Regions from separate parts of the Mus musculus genome. Here region 2 is linked to region 1. A link is a contact called in public HiChIP or PLAC-seq data. All regions are on one chromosome and are shown on one strand. Each heading gives the region's core, a stretch centred on a gene start, on an enhancer-like site or on the middle of the called end of the contact. The rest is flanking DNA. Distances are from core to core; before and after follow the strand shown.

Evidence for each region. HiChIP or PLAC-seq counts read pairs in DNA pulled down with a chosen protein or histone mark.
Region 2: a contact with region 1 is called in an H3K4me3 HiChIP or PLAC-seq map of embryonic basal ganglia, with 7 times the contacts expected there. The contact joins two enhancer-like sites. A contact is called at or near these places in 1 of 39 promoter capture datasets (the SN4741 cell line), 13 of 484 Hi-C or Micro-C datasets (CD4 T cells, the CH12 cell line, the N1E-115 cell line and 10 more), 14 of 115 datasets of contacts at active chromatin or transcription factors (craniofacial prominence, embryonic basal ganglia, embryonic forebrain and 9 more) and 3 of 9 other capture datasets (adipose tissue, embryonic stem cells and embryonic tail).

What each region holds. Positions count from the first base shown.
Region 1 is chr5:113,371,164-113,376,216 of GRCm38.p6, forward strand. No RefSeq gene overlaps it. Among named protein-coding and RNA genes, the nearest start is that of Aym1, 16 kb to the left of the region's middle. Within about 2 kb of position 2,303, at least 38 of the 459 cell types and tissues checked have an H3K27ac peak or open chromatin away from gene starts, as enhancers often do.
Region 2 is chr5:113,701,379-113,706,431 of GRCm38.p6, forward strand. All of the region lies in intron 2 of 1700069L16Rik (RIKEN cDNA 1700069L16 gene), which reads right to left. Among named protein-coding and RNA genes, the nearest start is that of Gm46919, 5.2 kb to the left of the region's middle. Within about 2 kb of position 2,698, at least 14 of the 459 cell types and tissues checked have an H3K27ac peak or open chromatin away from gene starts, as enhancers often do.

The DNA.
Region 1 (5,053 bases), core at 1,053-3,552:
GACTTCGCTTTATCTGACCCCAGTAGCTTGCCACACTTTTTTTTTTGTTGGCTTAGTGTTCCTCATGTACAGCCCCTGCCATGCTTCCTTAGCCCCATGCTCTGTGTTAAAATTTTCTTCACTCTTGAGAATTTCCTACCCACGGACAATGACATATGAATGCACCGACTACCTCCGTTCCGCCCTCCGCCTCCCCTTGTGGCCCTACCAGCACAGACCCTGCCCAGCTCCTTAACCTACCATGGGCTCAGGGCATCCACGGGAGCACTGGAAGCCTATCAGTGACCACACCCTCAGTAAAGAGCAACGCTCCCCCACACGGCTATCTGCTCCACATGGTTTCTCTGCATGGATGGGGCTTGGAGATCATCTGCTTCAGCTAGAATCCCACCCAGCCCGATCCATTCAGGTCCTAGCAGCTGCTGTGAGCTCCCGGCAGTCTCTCATCCTTAGCATCTATTTCTTAGAGAGGAAAAAAGAAAAGAAAGAAAAAAGCCAGGCAGTGGTGGCCCATGCCTTTAATCCCAATCCCAGCACTTGGGAGGCAGAGGCAGGCAGATTTCTGAGTTCGAGGCCAGCCTGGTCTACAGAGTAAGTTCCAGGAGAGCCAGGGCTACACAGAGAAACCCTGTCTCAAAAAACAAAAACAAAAAAACAAACAAACAAAAAAAAAAAAAAAAGAAAGAAAGAAAAGAAAAAGAAAAAGGAAAAGGAAAAAAAAAAGAAAGGAAAGGAAGAGAGAATCTTATCCAGTTTCTTATCATGGCCTCCCCTTCCCAGCACCCACAGAACTTGCTCACAAGCAAAGCCTTCCTTCCCCGTGAGCCCCGTGAACGGAAGACTCATCCTAACAAGCCCCCGTAGGAAGCAGCCAGGAGGCTCCTGGCAAATCTTCATTGGCTGGCGGTCATTGCAACTCAAGATTCGGGCCGCTGACCTAAAAGACTTTCAAACAGTATAGTCAGCCAAAGCAATGGTGGGCAGTGGGCGCTGGGGGACATCACAGAACATGGAAAATTCACTCAGAACTTCTATGAAATGGGAGCACTCACCCACTCTCCGGATGGGAAAACCGAGGCTCAGGACTGTTGAGCCACTCGCACAAGAAGAAGTTCTGAGCTTGTGATGGGACTGCTTTGTCTGGTCCGTCTAGTCCTCTGAGCAGCCGCCATCTTTGTCAGAGTATCGCAGTTGGGCCTGTGGGCTGTTGACATTTCCTCAAAGAAGGAGGACTGGGGCGGGTCATGGGACCTTAGACTGAATGTCCAGCCACTCCTCCAGATCATTCCAGTGCAGTTTGTCCCTAATTGTCCTCAGGGTCTCAGAGAGGTGCTATAGTACACAGGTAGGAAAACTAACAGGAATGATCTTCATGCAGCTGGCGTGTGTATGTGGGTTGGGGTAGGGATGGGGTGCTGTGTGGGACACAGACCTCCTGATGCTTTAGGGTCACCCAGAGTCCTTTCTATGACCCTGGACTCAAGATCTGTAAGTAACCTAAGAAACTGGCTCCCTGGGGTGAACTTGGACTGGGCTGTGCTTTGTCACTGGGAACTCAGGAAGTTAATGATGTTCATATCTCTCTAGGCAGGGCTTGTCACACCTATCACGTCACGGCACCCACAGAACCCCTGAGGGTTACGCACAGTGTCTGGGGCAGCAGTCCTGCTGGGGTCCCTTGCATAGTGATCAGCGCCCCAGCATTTGCTGAAGACCTAGAGCTCTTCCTCTTCACACACGGCACGAGAATTTCAGAAACTATACAAAGAGACCCCCGCCCCCCCCCACACACACCCAATCACCAGCCACACACCAACCACGCTGGATGCTTCAGGTGCTTGCCTTTCTGCACGGCTTGCAGCCTGAAGGGCCTTTTATCTTCCAGGGAGCAGGGATAGCCTGCCATCAGGGGAGCAGCCGACAAAGGCCTCTGCCAGTCTCTAGCTGCTACCATGCTCACTGAAGCAGCCGGAGGTGGGGGTGGGGTTGACTCTGCCCCCCTCTTTGCTAGACCGGGCTCAGGTTCCCAGTCCTCGGGGTTGCTTTAATTTACTTCCACACACACCAGCGGTTCCCAGCCACCGCGCGGAGTCACTTAAGGGTGGTTGTCACTCGTCAGGAGTGCGAAGAAATAATGTCAGCTACGTAGTACCCCCCTCCCCCACATCCACAGGAGAGGTGCTCCAAGACCACCAGAGGATGGCTGAAGATGAGGAGACTGCCTGCCATCTCTCTGTATGTGTGGTGACGCCCTGTTCACATCCTGGGCGCTATCCACAACAGCGATAAGAACCGCCAGTTAACATACTATGCTGCGAGAAAAGGAAGTTACCGTGGCCCCTCCGCCATCGAGATGGCTCTCCCTGCACCTAGTGAGGTGCACGTAAATCGAGCAGGTCTTTGACAAACAGCCATACCGTGACCGTGTAGTGAGTAGAACCTGCCTCCGTTGCTATTGCGAGCGACCACGGACAGTCTGGACTCCGCTATCTTCTTTTGTTTTAAGATTTCTTTATTTTTACTTTATGGGTACCCGTGTCTTGCCTCCTTGTGCATGCAGTACCTCGGAAGGCCGAAAGAGGGTGCTGCATCCCTTGGAACGGGAGCTACAGAGGGCTGAAAGCCCACCTCAGTGCTGGGCTTTGAACCTGGGTCTTCTGGGAGAGCAGCCAGGGCTTTTAACCAGTTTTTCCAGCCTCCAAAGGAATGGTTCTGGCTCCAGTAGGATGTCAAGAGGCTTTGCTCATCCTACTCAAATTGTGTACAACAATGTGTATAAGTTATTGTTGATACTTCCTATGTGATACCCTCAGCCCAGTGTTGACTGCAGGTCAGTGGGACTATAGTACAGAGAAGGTTCCTAGAGGGGCACAATGCACTGGGTAGAAACTGGAGTCAGAAAGTTACTTACTTAAAAAGTAAACGAGACCATCTGAGGATACTATTTCCAGTGTGCACAAGCAACTAGGGGTCTTGCCTAGGTCACACACAGCCTGTTATCCCCAGGGAACAGGACCAGGATTCTATCTCAGGGGGACCCTGACTGATCTTACCTACCCCAGCACTGAGGTTCAAAAGTGGCCTTGGCTGCTCCAGGCCACCAAGGAGACATCTTTCTGGATAAGATCTCACGGGCAGCCCAGATGCTTTGCAAAGGTTCCTCGAAATATAGCAGAATACATATCTGAGTTTTTATTGCCCACGCCGTAATAGGAATATAACTTATGACTGCTGGCACGCCAGGCTTCGGCAGCCTCTATAAATCTGGCCCTCTGATCGAATCCACATGCATTTCAGCAGAGCTGGGCCCTCGGAGGGGAGCAGGGAAGGAACTGGGGCCAGAGCTTTTGGGGGGGGGTTAATCATAGTCAGAATATTAACCGCACATCCTGTTGAGTTCCTGTGAATAGATTCAGATGTCCCAGCATGAAGGTCTGATTCTGCACACAGCAGAACAGCAAGTGTCCAGAGCAGGCTCAGAGAGCGTCCTGAATGCTGTCAGCTTCAGTTTCAGACCAAGATTCATTTCCCCTGAGAAAAACAATGTTTCAGCCATTCCCGGGGTGGGGGAGGGGGGGTTTTGAATCACGGTGGAAGGCTTGCGACTCAGGATGAAGGCCAGGAGGAGCAAACCGATGGTTGGTTTCTTACTTCCAAAACAGGCTCACAATTTTCAATGAATGCTTGAAGGATTTTTTCTCTGCCTTATAACTTTGTTCCTTTCTTCCTTCCTTCCTCCTTTTTTTCTTTTTAAAAAGCAACATGCCAGTCTGTGTTTGGCTTTATTGGGTAAAAAGGAGGCCAGACACTAGTGGAGAAGGAAATAGAAACTGCAATTGAAGATTAAGATTTAAAGAGGAAGGCCAGGCACTGGTGGCACACGCCTTTCATCCCAGCACTTGGGAGTCAGAGGCAGGCAGAATTCTGAGTTTGAGGCCAGTCTGGTCTAGAGAGTGAGTTCCAGGACAGCCAGGGCTACACAAGACAGAGAAACCCTGTCTTGAAAAAAACAGAACAAAACAAAACAAAACCACAACAAAAAGATTTAGAGAGGAAAGGCCCAAGTGACTCCCGGGCGTTCCAGGGTCATTCTCCACAAGAATGGATTTGCCCCAGTACCACTGCTGTCCTTCACAGAGCGGAGCTTGCCCTGTGGTGCCTCCTGTAACATGACAGCTCTGAGGGGGACCAAGGATCCCCATTTCCCAGATGTGGAGACAGAGCCTAGTCCCACTCCCTTTCCTTTCCCTCTTTTAAACTCATGACCCTTCTTCTTCAGTCCCTAAGTATCTGGGACTACAGGTGTGCCCTTTCCCAATAGGTGTTCACCCAGGACTGAAGGGCCCAGCGGGCCAGCTCGTCTTTTTAATTATTGTTGGTGCATCTTCTGCCTTGCAAGGAGCTTTGTGGATAGATACTAACTGTCCAACCAACGGCCAAGCAAACACAACCGGAGCTGCACTGGCCTTCTTGAGCCAGATCTGCAGAGTTGACCAGTGAACTGGATCTTTGAGCTCTGATCTCTTTGCAAGGAGGAGGGGACACGGCTTGGGCAGTGGACTGGGTGAAGGTCCGCTTATTTCCACAGGGTTTCCCTGTCGATGAACAGAACAGAATACCCACAGTTTGGTTCACACAAGATGATTCCAGGCATCACTGCCTCTCCCTTCCCCTAGCCCCTCACTCAACTGTGTGAAGGGATCTCTTCTTTCCAAATCTCTCTGTATCTTTCCAGTCAGAGATTGAATCTGTAAGGTTCCCCTACAGGCTCGTGTGTAATACAACCAGTTACCAGCAGGTGGGGCTGTTTGGGGAGCAAGTTGTGGAGACTAGGAGTTAGTGTCTGACTGAAAGAAGTCACGTGGGGGCAGGGAAGCTCTTGCAGTGTACATTATCCCAGGTCCTTTCCTGTCTACTATGATGGTCACATCCCTCCAGCCATGGCGTTTTGTCCCAGCACATTGTGCAAAACAGCAATGAACTCACTGAAGTTTGTGAGCCCAGAAATCTCTGCCCACCTTTCCATAGCTGTAGTCAAAATATCCACTGCAAA
Region 2 (5,053 bases), core at 1,448-3,947, 330 kb after region 1:
GAAGAGGAACATCAATGGAGAGAACACCTCCATCAGATAAGCCTGTAGGCCAGTCTATGGGACATTTTCTTGACTGAAGCATTAGGGGAGGAGCCAAACCACTCTGGGTGGTGACACTCCTAGGCAGGTGGTCCTAACGGTGTAAGAAAGCAGGCTGAGCAAGCTGCTCAGTAGTGTTCAACTATTGCCCGTGATCCAGATGTGTAAGCCAAATAAACCCTTTTACCCCAACTTGCTTTTGATTTGGTGATTATCCCCAAATTGCTCTGATTCGGCAACAGATACCAAAGCACCTGGGTGGTGGCGGCGGAGGCACACACAGCTGTATTAACCCCCAGCATTCTGGAGGCAGAGGCAGATGGATATCTGAGTAACAGACCAGCCTGGTCTACATAGTGAGTTCCAGGACAACCAGGGCTGCATGGAGACGCTGGGCAGGAGACAGGGAAGGGGATGACTGGGTTGCAGGTGCCACCTGTGAAGCTACATTCTCCCAGCTTCCTGCTAATTGGCTACTAAGTGACTGGCTGCTGATTCTGCCCATTCCACACCCTGGGACAGGGTAGGTGATGCAGATATTGCTTGCTCAGTATCAGGCTCCCATCAGAGGCTGGGAATCCCTTGGCCTCTCTTCCAAGCCCCCAGAACAAGGGCTAATGGGTTTGGTGTAGGCCAGGGTCCTGACTTAAGCCACTCTGGGCAGGTTTGGAGGGTTGTGCCCAAGTACACTGTGCAGAAGCAGACGAGGAGACATCAAAGGGAAGGTAGAATGCTCCACTGAAAACTCTGGGATTCAGTAGTGTTTCCCAGGGTGTGGTTGGAATGTAGGGTCCTGCGTTGTACATCTGTTTCCTACCTCCCTTATGATAAAGAATTGGCAAGACCTAGCTGTGGCCCTTTGCAGCTGTAAGGAGCCACCTGCCTGACCCTGTGTCTCCTCATCTCTAAAAAAAAATTAGTGGCATCCTTCCTGCTCCATTGGACAGCAGGAAGGACTCTGGGGCAAAGCTGCCCCTATGTAACAGGCTTGTGTCTCCTTAATCTCTTCTTTCTGTTTCCTGTGGGGAAGGTGGCAACAGATGCGTCCCCCACAGCCCCTGTACTATGAACAGAGTCACCCGGAGATTCGGGTCCTTTCAGAACCTGTGAAACTGACCTTGTTGGAAAACAGGGTCTTTGGAGATGTGACCCTTTTGAGGGAATGTCACAAGTGATCTGGAGAGGGAACTCTCTTCAGTGGCAGGAGTCTGTCTGTCTGTCTATGGAAAGGTTTAGAGACATCAGCACATGGGAAGGTGGCATGTGAAGACAGGCAGCAGGAAAGGTGGGCATGTACCCACAGGCCAAAGAGAGCGGGGGGGGGGGGGGCTAGAGGGATGGCTCAGCGGTTAAGAGCACTGACTGCTCTTCCAGAGGTCCTGAGTTCAATTCCCCAGCAGCCACATGACGGCTCACAATTATCTGTAATGGGATCTGATGCCCTCTTCTCAAAAAGAGAAGAAGAAAGAAGAGCCAGGGACCAGCAGAAGCTGATCCTTAAAAAGGCAGGACAGGTCCTATAGATACTTCCATCCTAGATATCAGACTTCCAGAGCTACACAAGGTTAAATCCGGTCCCCTTTAACCCACCCACTTGGACAGTCCTAAGACACAGTTTAATCCAGTACCCAGCATGTGGGCCACTCCCAGGAAGCAATTGTGAAGGCAGGTACAAATCTCTAAGCTGGGAGCTGACCTGGCTGGGCTTAGAAATAGTGCTGCCAGCTCTCTCTCTCTCTCTCTCTCTCTCTCCCTCTCTCTCTCTCTCTCCCTCTCTCTCTCTCTCTCTCTCTCTCTCCCTCTCTCTCTCTCTCCCTCTGTGTGTGTGTGTGTGTGTGTGTGTGTGTGTGTGTGTGTGTGTGTGTGTGTGTGTGTGTTTTCTTTTCTGGAGACAGGGTTTCTCTGTGTAGCCCTGGCTGTCCTGGAACTCACTCTGTGAGTTTACCAGGCTGGCCTCAAACTCAGAAATCCATTGCCTCTACCTCCCAAGTGCTGGGATTAAAGGCATGCGCCACCACTGCCTGGCTTCTGCCAGCTCCCTTACAGTCATGGTTAGTACTTGGTAGTCTCTCCGGGTCATTGACTGGCTGGCCACTTCTCTTTTATACTGAGGCCCTGCTTTGAATCAGAGGTTCAGTACTGGCTGCTGACACCATCCTCACTTGAGGATGAATTGGGGAACTGGCCTTTTTTTTCTAGTCCTTATCTCCCCCGAGTTTTGACGGACATTTCCCAAGAAGCCACCCAAGCACACCACCCCAATAAAGGGAGAGAGGAAATCTCATAAGAGTCCAAATGGCCTTCATATATTAAGCTACCAGTAAGTGCAGCAGCTCAGGGTTCGCCCCCCTCGTATTCTCCAGACAAGTTCCCGTGTTAATGAATTCTAGATTCTCATTTAATAAATGTTGCGTGGGAAGCCTCGTTATTCGAGGCTTCATCAATCTCCGGCTGGCACACGGACGCCCCTGTGGAAGTACCTGAGATCGATCGAGCATGGGGCTCACGTCCTCGGTCCTCCGCTCTGCCACCTACAAGAATTCAGTAATTGAAAAGACCTTATAAATCAATACAGCCAAATTGAAAACTCCCAGAGAACAGCACATCATTCAGTGGGGGGCGTTTGTCAGGATTTCTCTCTGCCTTCCCAGGAGGGGGAGATGCAGAAGAAGGGCGAGCAGGCAGGAAGACAGCTGTTGTCCCGACCAGGGAAAGGGGTGCTTAGCGCTCGGAGTCCATTTAGCTTTGATTGCTTGTCCGGCCTGGTTTTTTTTTTTTTTTTTTTTTGACTTGGCCTGCAGTCAAACACTAGATTTTACCACTCCAGACAAAGGTTTGAATTTCTTGTAGAAAGATGGAAGTGCAGAGCTGCCTTGGTGCTAATTACACCCTAGGGAGGACCCCTCTCCAGCTAGAACAGAATGCTTGTAGCTCACCAATCGCCAAGCAGAAAGGAAATGGTGTGGAGGCCGGGAGGAACAGGAGGAAGAGGGGGTATGCTTGCCCAAGGAAAAGGAAGGTGTTTGAGAGCTGAAAAAAAAAAACATGAAGGAAATTTGAAACAATAAAAGGAAATCTTATTGTCGATCGGATTAGCCAAAACTAATTGCCCACCCTTGACAAGGCAGAGGGAGGGGGGAGACCTTTCAGCAAACAGGCAAGGGCTGCTCCAAGCCTGCAAGTCCATCCGCCTCGCCTCCTCTCCTACAGAAACATGCACAGACAAAAGGAAAAGCTGGAAGCCTGTGTCGGTCCACAGGGGGGAATAGATAATATTCCCTTAGGTTATTAAAGAGCTCTTTCAAAAAGAAACCAGGTCTCCTCGTGCCCAAGACCTATTTCTAAGTAACTAAGAAAAACTTGCAACAGTCTGTGTGAGTATGTGCACATAGCAAGTGTTCAAATATGGAAGAAAACCCTGTAAGGATGTGCGCAAGCTGTTCAGAAGTAGACCAGGAGGACAGCCTAGACTGATACTTTGTATTCTAGGCAAAGAAGAGGAAAAAAAAATCTAAGGGGGAGGACAGACCGCATTGATACTTTGTATTCTAAGCAAAGAAAAAAAATTTAAGAGAAAAACAATAGAAATAAACAAGAAATGAGGTCTGTAGATAGCAAACACAACCGCCTGCCCCTGCTCTTCTTGATTTTATTTTATTTTTACTAATTATTATTGTATTAGTGCGTGCCCCGAGATACGTGCATGCTGTGGAGGTCAGAGGACAGCTTTCAAGAGACACTTCCACCGCGGGCTACAGAGATCAAACTTGGGCCACACAGCTTATACAGCAAGTGTTTACTGAGCCATCCTTCCTGCCTTGGCCAGGTGGGTCCTCATCTTAACTGTTTAGAAGGCTTTCAGGCATATGACTTGCTTGTTCTCCTTGGTCCCTTTAGGGCTAGCCATGGGGTGTGCAGCCACCAGAAGTCACCCTAAACGAACAGGTCTAGACAATTTCAGGGACTTAGTATAAGACTTTGAGCTCACCCATTCTTGGTGTTTCTGTAAACCTTTCTTTCTGATTTGTTCCCCTTGACGCACACGAGTCCCCTGGCAATGGGTATTGTGCTCCTTCAGCCTTCTGGTTACTGAAGAAACCAAATTAAGAGAAGGTAGAGCCTTTTACACACATTCAACAAAACATCTGCTGTTCCAGCTGCCTCTGTTAAAGGCAGGACTTGGCTGGGTTTCAGGAGCAGCTAGATCCAGGAACTTGCATTTTCTCAGAAAGCACTTCACCTGCTTGTGTGTTCTTTTCTTATCTCCACACTGGAGCCTACCACTTGTCAAAGCAGTGGTAGCACAGAAAAGTCGGGGAAGGGGTCGGTTACCAATGTACATAGCTCCTTCTTACGAGTACAAAACCACAAGAATGACACACTCACCCAGGAAGCTCTGGAGTGAAATAAGATTTTATCCAAACTTTGTGAACTCAACAGGGGTGTCCCCCCAAAAGAAAACAAAAAGAAAACCCTTCACATCAGCACCCTTTCTTCCTCCTCCTTCCTTCTTCCCTCCTCCCTCCATCCTCCTCCTTCCTTCTTTCCCTCCTCCCTCCATCCTCCTTCCTTCCCTCCTCCCTCCATTCTTCTTCCCTCTTTCTTCCCTCCTCCCTCCCTCTTCCTTTCTCCTTCCCTCCTCCCTCCCTCCTCCTCCCTCCCTCCTCCTTCCTTCCTTCTTCCCTCCTTCCTTCCAGCCCCCACAGAGCCACCAGGAAGGCCTTCTGCAGAGTTGCTCTGACAGCAGACAGACCTATAGAGCATGGTGTTCAGTATCACCAAAGTCTGATCAGGGTCTCAAGGCTGCCAGCACATAGGTCACATCTCATAGAATTTTCAAGTAGGAACTTAAGGGGCTGGGTGGCCCAGTGGTAGCTTGCTTGCCCAGCATGCACAAGGCCATGCTTTTCATCCCAGCACTGCAAAGAAACACAAAAGGAAGCTGACATGGAGTCCTGGGCTTCACTCCTCCTGTCTGATGTGCTTGAGCCATGATATTCACTAGGGTTTTCTG